Regions from separate parts of the Gossypium arboreum genome. Here region 1 is linked to region 2. The links are chromatin contacts, called in public Hi-C maps. All regions are on one chromosome and are shown on one strand. Each heading gives the region's core, a stretch centred on a gene start, on an enhancer-like site or on the middle of the called end of the contact. The rest is flanking DNA. Distances are from core to core; before and after follow the strand shown. Region 1 holds the start of LOC108459996 (transcription factor bHLH91-like). Region 2 holds the start of LOC108460249 (NAD-dependent malic enzyme 62 kDa isoform, mitochondrial).

The links. A called contact is a pair of places that touch in the nucleus more often than the background predicts.
Region 1: a contact with region 2 is called in a Hi-C map of leaf, with 4 times the contacts expected there. The contact joins the promoter of LOC108459996 here to the promoter of LOC108460249 in region 2. A contact is called at or near these places in 2 of 5 Hi-C or Micro-C datasets (both in leaf).

What each region holds. Positions count from the first base shown.
Region 1 is chr4:21,488,484-21,493,103 of ASM2569848v2, forward strand. It overlaps LOC108459996 (transcription factor bHLH91-like), which reads left to right and starts at 2,144. Exons shown (of 3, transcript XM_017759382.2): 1 at 2,144-3,041; 2 at 3,176-3,601; 3 at 3,682-3,985. The coding sequence starts at 2,301. The coding sequence ends at 3,792.
Region 2 is chr4:21,358,121-21,363,328 of ASM2569848v2, forward strand. It overlaps LOC108460249 (NAD-dependent malic enzyme 62 kDa isoform, mitochondrial), which reads right to left and starts at 3,555. Exons shown (of 19, transcript XM_017759679.2): 1 at 3,078-3,555; 2 at 2,836-2,932; 3 at 2,609-2,727; 4 at 1,887-2,054; 5 at 1,148-1,276; 6 at 557-617; 7 at 1-53. The coding sequence starts at 3,257. LOC108460250 (basic leucine zipper 24-like) reads left to right here and starts at 3,549. Exons shown (of 2, transcript XM_017759680.2): 1 at 3,549-3,656; 2 at 4,281-5,208. The coding sequence starts at 3,579. The coding sequence ends at 5,024.

The sequences.
Region 1 (4,620 bases), core at 894-3,393, 130 kb after region 2:
TATTTTTGATGTTACTATATCCACCCCATTTAATTTTGGAAGCTTTGCAATTCGGTCCTCAAGTTAAGTAGTTTGACTATTGTCTTTGAAATCGCGATACCCACCGCATATATTTTGAAGTTTAGTTATGTTTTGTAAATTTTAAGTTTAGTCCTAGTTCAACCCCGGGACAATATTGAACTTTCGTAAGCTCGATTAAGACCCGAAAATGATTTTTTATTATATTTTAAATTGGATTAACATTTGGTTACATGTATAAATACTTTTATGTTGATTGATTGACATGTCGTTGCTCCGGCGATCGAGTCGTGTAAGGGGTGTTACGCATTAGGTAATCAATGAGCCAATATTTGTTTACATTTTGCTTTGCATGCAAAAATCATTAGGGACATATACAAATGATATTAATGTATAATGGAATTTTATTTAAACCAATCTATTCAAAAAATTACAAGTATAAATTGACGAATATGCTGAACTTAGGGCACTAGATCTTAACAATAATTTCCCCATATATGCTCAGCTCAGTTGGCAGCCTTAGATCTGGACCCAATTTGTATGCTCTGCCATCCAATATCGATCTTTCCCCCTCAGATCTATCCTCCAAAGTCGATTGATGTTCTAGGCATCTCTTGGAATATATTAGATGAGCTCGAACTATCGTTTCACCCAAATAAGGTGTCGCCACTCCACAATGTGGAAAGAAGTGATTGCTATTTGCACTCTGGATAACACATTATATTGTAAAACAATCATCAATAAGGTGGCAACACCTCATTCTCCAGGTATAACATCAATTGGAACTATAAAAATATACAATTATTGATTATTTGTTAACATATATATTGAATTTCATTGAATGTCAATACAACATCAACATACATTCTCATCGACTTGTTGATCGATTTCTCAATGCATCCATATCAAGTCTCTCCTATAGTAGGTGTGGTCCAACCAATCGCTAAACTTGTTCCAATATTGAATAAAATTGGGAAAGGATTTAACTGGTTGTACTAAAACACATATTAAGATATTTTATCGTATGATATTTTTACCTTCTAATAAGAGAGAACTCCCACGTCTAGTAAGAGATGGGCATTAACCACAATGTTTGTATCTAAAACTATGTTTGCAATAGCAAGCAAAATCCGTTTACTTTGTTGATTAGTTTATGGACTACCTTATATAAATAAGCCAAGGTAGTAGAACCCCAACTGACCAGTCTCTCGACCGCCTTAAAATTGTTTGGTAGAGGAAAATACATTAAATGGAATTTATTGCAAGACTTGTCTGGAAACAACATCCCTCCAACCATCCAAAGCATCAAAGTCTTGGTATATCAATCTATCTCCTCCATGGTTACGTGTGAAAGAGGGGTCAGTTTGACAAGGTTATTCAACCATGTGCACTTCATTCGGCACCTATCTAAATTCTTCTATAGTATCTCCCTCGACAACATAGCACCCAACAATCAACAACACTCGTACATTGTGTTGATGCCACTAAGTTTGGTCACCCCATCCTTGTCGATAAGAAGGTCGGTTATTAAAATGACATCTTTAAGACTAATGATTGCTTCCTTACATGGAAATGGAAACTAAATGTCTATAGCCTACATCTTTCCATCGAGGCAGCCACCAACTCCGAATTGATATTGAACTTCACCGTCGAAATTGCCACATGTAAACTGTCATCCCTCAAGTGTTCTACTATCCAACCATTGGGCTTTGAGAATCTTAAATTATGTCGAATTTGAAGAACTCGATCTTGCGGATGTTGAAAATAGCACAAAAAGAATACTATTAAATTTTGAAAAATCTTAAAAATATTTCTACGCAAATTAAAAATTAAAACAATTTTTTTGGCCATCAAACAAAATTTAGTTGAACACTTTACCATATTAACGACTTAGTTGGCAATGTGTTCGACTATTTTTCCTATAGAAAAATTGTAAGAAATAACAAGTTTGTTGGAGAGTCCAAGTGTGCAGATATTTAAAAAAAAAAAAACTTATTTTAAGATATAATTTCTGGCACATATAATAAATAATATAGAATTCCATAATAATAAGTGAATGAAAAAAAGGGATTAATATCATATGATGATTGTGAAAGGACCCCATTAATGGCATGACATAACATGTAACAACCTTCCTTCTACTCAGACTCTAATCAATTATCAAACCCAGGTTTTGACTCTCTCCTCTAAGCTATCCCACCTTCCACACTTATATTATATTTACCATTCCTTTTCTTTATGAATATCAATTAATTAATTTAAAGGCCAAAAGAAGAAATACAATGAATTTGCAGGAGAGTGGTTGCTTTGATCCCCAGTACTCCATGACACATTGGCATGCACTCATGGTCATGGGGGGGCTGTCTAGCCCTGATGGCACTACCACCCAAACTCACGACATTTTGGAAGACAATCTCAATCTCTCTTCTTACAACCATCACCAGCTTGAAGAAGAAGATGCCTCCACCGCTGTTCAAATGGAAATCCAACAGCATCATTTGCTTGACACCACCACCACCAATTCCCATTTCATCCCTCCGGAGCTTTCCTATGAACAATCCAACCAGGATGCGGCTGACCACCAAAGTTTCAATATGTTGCTATCTTCTTCATCCCCAAAAGCTGCTTACCCTCCCACACCTGACCTTCTCAACCTTTTCCATTTACCACCTAAATGCTCTTTTCTCCCCAATTCCTCCATTTCCTTCGAAAGCGCCTCTGCCTCCTCTGTTGTCTGTGACCCACTTTTCCATCTTAACCTCACTCCTCAGCCTCCTGTCTTCAGGGAGTTGCTGCAATCTCTGCCGCATGGATACACCTTGCCAGCTGATGAGAAAGAGCTTTATCATGATGGGGACAATGGGATTCTCGAGTTCACTAGGGACATCTCTATGGTTGCCCATTCCAAAGGCAGAGATAAAGCTGGCAAAACCACCAAACACTTTGCAACGGAGAGAGAAAGGAGAGTTCATCTCAATGACAAGTTCCAGGCTTTGAGGACAATGGTCCCTAGCCCCACTAAGGTACGTACATTTAACCACTTTTATAACTTGTCTTTCTTTCTTCAATGATAAGGACTAAAAAAAAATTTCATCCTTTTGGTGCTTTTTATGTTTGTTTGGCGTTGGGAAACACATTTTCATCGCTTACAACCAAGAATGATAGGGCGTCTATAGTAGGAGATGCTATAGATTACATCAAAGAGCTTCTTAGAACTGTTCGTGAGCTTAAATTAGTGGTGGAGAAAAAGAGGTGCGGCCAAGACAGAAGCAAGAGGCTTAAGACCGAAGAGACAGCTACTGCTGCTGATGCAGGGGATGGCGAGTGCAAGCTTCTAGGTCTAGGTGATCCAGACCAATGCTATAACACTTGCTTGAGGAGCTCTTGGCTTCAGAGGAAGTCCAAGAATTCTGAGGTTGATGTACGCGTTATTGATGATGAAGTTACAATCAAACTTGTTCAAAGAAAGAAGATCAACTGCTTGCTGTTTGTGTCCAGACTCCTCGATGAGCTTCAGTTGGATCTCCACCATGTTGCCGGTGGCAACATTGGTGACTACTACAGCTTTCTCTTCAACACCAAGGTAATTACTACCTTATTATATTGCTTTTGACATTTTGAACATATTAGTATTTTTACAGTAATTAATTCCACTTGATGCAGATATATGAAGGCTCTTCTGTTTATGCAAGTGCCATAGCCAACAACCTCATTAATGTGGTGGATAAGCAGGATGCAGCTGCTGCTCCACCAACCAGTAGCACTTGTCTCTAGTTTTTCAGTGAAGGAAGAGTTTCATATTTATGTCTATGTTTTCTAGGGAAATGAAGTAGCTTCAATTGTTCGGTTATCATCACATATTACTTTGATTATTACTATTAAGGATTTGATAATGCTATTTTATTGTCAGCAATCAGCAGCACTGAAAAATATATATGCAGTGGATGTGGTTATATTAGTAACGAAATTTGTTGTGATGGCTACTGCTTAGTTTCCTTTCCTCCGACATGGATTATTACACTTAGGATCTTCGCTTGAGAAATTAACAGAAAGAAATAAAACACGAGATAAATATTAGACAAACTTTAATCTAAACTATCTAATCTGTGTAAGCAACCAGTTGTAGAAGTGAGGATGTTTATCATTGATGTATTAAAATTGGGTCTCTTTGTTTTTGGGTTTCTGAGTTTCATTCAAATGAAATGCCATTGGGTGGTGAAGTGGATGCTAGTGGCGATTTTTTCCCCTGCAGTACCTTCAGAATTGCAGAGGTGCCTGCAAGCAACAGATATTACTGAATTTGACTGATAACTGAACATGCAGGTGTATGGGTTAACAATGAGAAGAACCATGACAAGCTGTGATGGAGTTGAACAAAGAATTTTGCTTTGTTACTTGATTATAAAATTTGGTTTTTAATTTTTTTCATATGCATTCTTGGGCTTTTACCCCCAAAAATGCATTATTGGGCTGTTTTTCCTCCCAATGAACTACAGATCAACATGATAGACGGAAAGTACTGATCCACTTGAAAGCTGGTTGCAAATTGCATCATCGTCCTTATAGGAGTGGATTTAGGTAGGTGATCCATTTTATTCTCGG
Region 2 (5,208 bases), core at 2,305-4,804:
GATCACTGCAATATACTCATCACCATCAAGGCGGTGTTGTTGAAGCCCCAAGTCTGTTGACAAAATTGTGTGATCACATTTCTTCTTAAGATCATAAAATTAACTCAAAACATGCAAGTACAAAACAACAAGCTAAGAAAATTGGGCTAGTGCTAGTAAGACCACATACTACAAGCATCAAGAGGAGAAGTCAAGAGCCTCATAATTTCTCTAAATATCTTGTTTAATAGATGATAGATCAAAAGGTTACCTCAGGGACTCTAGCCAATCTTATGCATCATTGCATTCTTAAGCCTGTAGGCTACAAGTCCGAGCCCATATGATATCTAAAATACCACACTAGTACAAAAATCTAACACAAGCGAGGGACCAATGATGGTTGATTGAAAAAGTCACATCTACACTTGCATGCATTTTCTGCCAAACATAGACCAGAATTTTCCTTTCTCGATACAGCACTGTTTTAACAAATTTCAATGCAACACTACCAGCTACTTAAAAAAAATAATGTCATTTTTCATATGCTTCCTCAAAAATAGGGTGATGAAAAGCTTACACAACGGGTTTTTGAGCAACTTCTCATTGTTAGTCCCAACATCAATCATGACAGGAAGCACCTAATGCAAGGGAGAAAACAAAGGAAATATTGTAAAATTCCCAGTAAATGGTCAAGCTGAGAAAGACCAGAAACATTAGCATTACCATTTTACAAGGTTAGGAAATGGTTGAAAATAGGAAAAATGAGCCAGTTAGACTAGCTGGGAGTCCACAAACAATAAAAAAAACATGTAATAAAGTCTCACTCAATCATAATCGTTTTTAGAAGCAAAGCTAACCTGAAGTAAAATAAAATAAAATAAAATAAAATAAAAGGCAAAGAAAATAATACTAAAAAAAAAGAAAGAGAATGGATAAAGAACAAGAACATGGATATTTATCAAAGTTACCACAGAAATCTTTATTCTAATTCCAGCATTAAAATGCAGGTATAAAGATAGAGAATCATAGGGAGGCGAGGGGGGGGGGGGGGATCCAAATTTTATTATTCTTGTAAAATTGTTTAGATAATTGTAAATCCCTTACCTAAGTAAGAGATAAACATAGAATTTATAAACACAGATACAAGATAAGAGAAAGAATAACATACCCTCTGAGGATTGATACCAGCAGCAGCAACATACAAATCCAGCTTCCCTATAGCAATTCCAATTCCCTGAACTCCAAGGTCTCCAAGACCCAATATTCTGCTTCCATCCGTGACAACAATCATATCAACCTGTACTCAACAAAAGTTAGATAAACAAAGTGGAAATGTGTGAAGCTGTAAAGTTAACATATTTCGAGCATATTGTCATTGACAAAGCCAAAGAATTTCTGAAATTCTGATACCAAATTATACAAGTTACAAACTAAACCAGATCTGAAATGAGAGAAGAACTCAACACTATTTTGTTGCGGTACTAAGACAAATGATCATGTTACTTGAAAATGAAGTAAGTAATTGAATGAGGCAATCACTGAGTTGAAAACAAATTTATGTAAAGAAAAAGCCCAAATTCCAAAATTTAAGAGGAGTTTCAAACATTCAAATTCTCAAGAAATCACCTATTAAGTCTTCTGGTAGTTTAAGTTAGAAAAATACACAGGATAGAAAGCAAAAGGCGAAAAGATAATTGATCTGTGCAAAAGGGAAATAAATGAGAAAATAGCAAGTCAAAATTGTAATAAAGCATGGGATTAAAATTTGCATGTCAGAATATCATTTCATGTTATTAGTATTACCACGTAAGGCTGCACTGCTATAAAGAACAATGCCCACAATTGGGATCAATTCAACTAAATAAAGAAGTTTTAATATTCAATGCATCATTATGAGTAATTCATACCTGATCAGCAGGCCAGTTGTAAACCATAGACATCATTTCTCCCCGATCTTCTGCACTAAAGTACATTCCTCGAGGCCTTCTAAACAGACCACTATAGTTCTGGCAAACAAGACCGACAGTTGGAGTATAAACAATAGGAGCATATTCCTCGATGTTGGCAATTAGAACCTGTCAAAGTTAAAATAAATGATGCTTCAGGTATATCATCAAGAAGATGTCATACACACACTGCTTTACAAAATACATACTCTACAAGATGTGTCAAAAAAATTATATGCACATGCAAATTCACTAACAAGATGTCATGGTAATTCTTACTCGTAACACCTTTAGGCTGATTTCATGTAAGACTGTCAGAAAGATGGACATATCACAACCAGGAAGTTAAATAATTAACTGGACAAGATAATGGAGTCATTGGAAAAATGGACGCGACATGAAACTCGGAGGAAAACAGAAGAGAGATACTAAGTAAATAATTAGTACAACGGAAATTTAACTGAATTATTCCTTAAGATGCTGCATCAAGTAGGTGAAATGGCCATTCTGGTGGTAAACGGTAATTGGTAGACTGTTATCATTAGAAAAGAAGTTTACTACATACCCTGAACTCAAACCACGACATATTGATTAGATTAGCATTAGATGGAAGAAGGGGAAGCTTAAAACTAGCTTGAAAAGCATTACAGAGATCCCAATAAAGCAGATAAAATGAATTGTACCTTGTAGTACATAGTCTCATTTCTGTCATGCAAGCGATTAAGTATCCGCCACTTGGCAAGCGCATTTGGATCAGATGGTCCATCTCTAGCTTGCACTTCAAGCCTCTTCAAATCAACCACTGGTAATTAATCAATTAAAAGGCAAAAAATAAAAATGAAAATCATGGAGATTCAAATTACAATTATCATAGATAAAAAAGCTTTGTTTGATCAATACAAAAACTTACTGAAGCGTTCAATTTGCTGTTCGGAAGACATTACATTTGGAGGAAGCAGGCCACGAAGATCCAGACGATCTCGTTCCGTCATGGAAAATGCTGTTCCCTAACATTTAAACATTTGAAAGGGTTAAAAGCTATGAAGTTTGAAGCTAAACGAAGCACAAAAACCAGAGAATAATGGAAATGATTGACATTGAGGGAAGCCCAAGAACAGGGCCGTAGTAATGGAACTGAAAAAGAAGTAATACCTTGTTGAACCATGGATCGTGGAGGATATCGAGGCTGCGCTTGTGGACAAGGGTAGGTCGGTGGCCCTCGGCGGTGGTGAAACATCTAGGGCGAGTGACAGCAGTTGGATTGATGAGGCTTCGTTTAAGGCGTCTCATCAGAGACGAGGCTGCTCTCGTCTGATTGTAAAAGTTAGACATGTTTTTATGCTCCTGCTTTTGTCCAGCAAACACTTAACTCTGAAACAACAACAGCGCCAATAGTGGAAGAAGAAGACGCGATCTGGTGGGAGTGAAAAGTGGAGGATGGAGCTTAGCTGTCTCAATTTTCCATCAATTCGATTTTTTTATCACAAAAAATTACAAATAAACAATTTTCAGAATTAATTTTTTATTATCTAGATAAAAAAAAAAAAGCCCCCATAATCAGAGGCTTCAATGCCAAATTCTTATCCATAGCCCATTTACAACCACGTCTTACAGTTCAGTGTTAGACTATGGCCCAAACTATTGCCATTAAAGATGAAAACGATAATTACAAAGAAAAGAAATAGGAAGGGAGGCAGACAGCAGCCAAACTACTCCTTGACAACTGACAAGGTGAACGAAACAAGAAAGATTTTCTTTAAAAGGGTTATCAAATGTCTGTGAGTGGGGAAGTCCTAGAGGCATAGTAAAACTATAGAGAGAAACAAGCCAACCTATGCTTTATTCTTATTGCCCCTCTGGTCAGGCATTCCATTCTCTATTTTGACGCCACCCAGCAAAAACACCATCTCCCCTCTTAACTTTATTTAGAGTAAATTTTTCTGCTCTTATTCACTTCTATGTCAAAATCTTGTCTTTATGCTTCATTTAACCTTTTTGCGTGATTTTTCCATCTGGGTTTTTCTTTTCATTGCTGAAATACCATTTCTTTTTTGTTTGTAAAACCCCCAGTTTTTGGCTGAGATTAGGGCTTTTTTCCTCTCAAGTTGTTTCCCACTTATATTCTTGATTGCGGCATTTGATGCTCTGCGCTGGACCTAATTCATGGATATAATTTGTTTGGAATCCTTGTGTGACTTCGCATATATTCTTTTCATGTGGATTACTGATTAATAATGTTTTGATAAATATGAAGTAGCTTTAGTGCATAAAATAAAGGTTGCTGCTTATTTATCTAGGAAAAGGTGGAGCTGTGTGTCTTGCAGATGTGAATTCTATTTCTGATGTTTAATGAAGGAAAACATGGAGGATGGGGAGATAGAGCTTTCAGACCATGTCCTACTATCAAACACTGTTCCATCCACCAATTTTCAGGATTCAACATCCGTAGATTTAATCATTGATGAATACTTGAAGAATACCAGAACATGTTCTCACACTCACACTTGTAATCCACCGGGCCCTGATGTTGCACATTCACATACATGCTACCATACGCATACCCAACTTCTTACATCTGAAGATGATGATTACCACAACAATAAAGCCCGCTCTGGTTTGAATTTGAAACCAAGAAGGTCTTTGGGGAACAGAGAAGCAGTTCGGAAATATAGAGAGAAAAAGAAGGCACACACTGCTTATCTTGAAGAGGAAGTGAAGAAATTGCGATCACTGAACCAGCAACTTGTTAGAAAATTACAAGGACAGACCATCCTTGAAGCAGAGGTTTTGAGGCTGCGAAGCCTTTTGGTAGGCATTAGAGCAAAGGTTGATAGCGAGTTGGGTGTTTTCCCCTTCCACAAACAGTGTGCCAATGCCACTATTTTGAAGGAAGGTGATTGCGGGGTGCAGTCCATTGGTGATACAATTAGTCTACAATGTCAGACCGATTTGCCATGCTTCCATCCACATCCAGGTTCATCATCATCACATGCAAGCATTGGTGGAAGTGAGAAAGTGAGCATATCCTTGGAAGGAAATTGTCAGCCTGCAATTGTGAACTGTCAAGCTAATGATCATAATTCAAATGACCAGTGTTGAAGGTCATCCAAATGAAAACAGCTGAACCCTGGTGTCATCTCATGTGCATTTCAAGCTGGAGAACAAGTGCAAGGAAAGAAACCATTTGTAAGTTGCCCTATACTTGATCTTGAGGTAGTGTAAAAGTCTGTCCAAGTCTATTACAGCATGCTCGTCGAGCAAACCAAATATTACATATAGACTC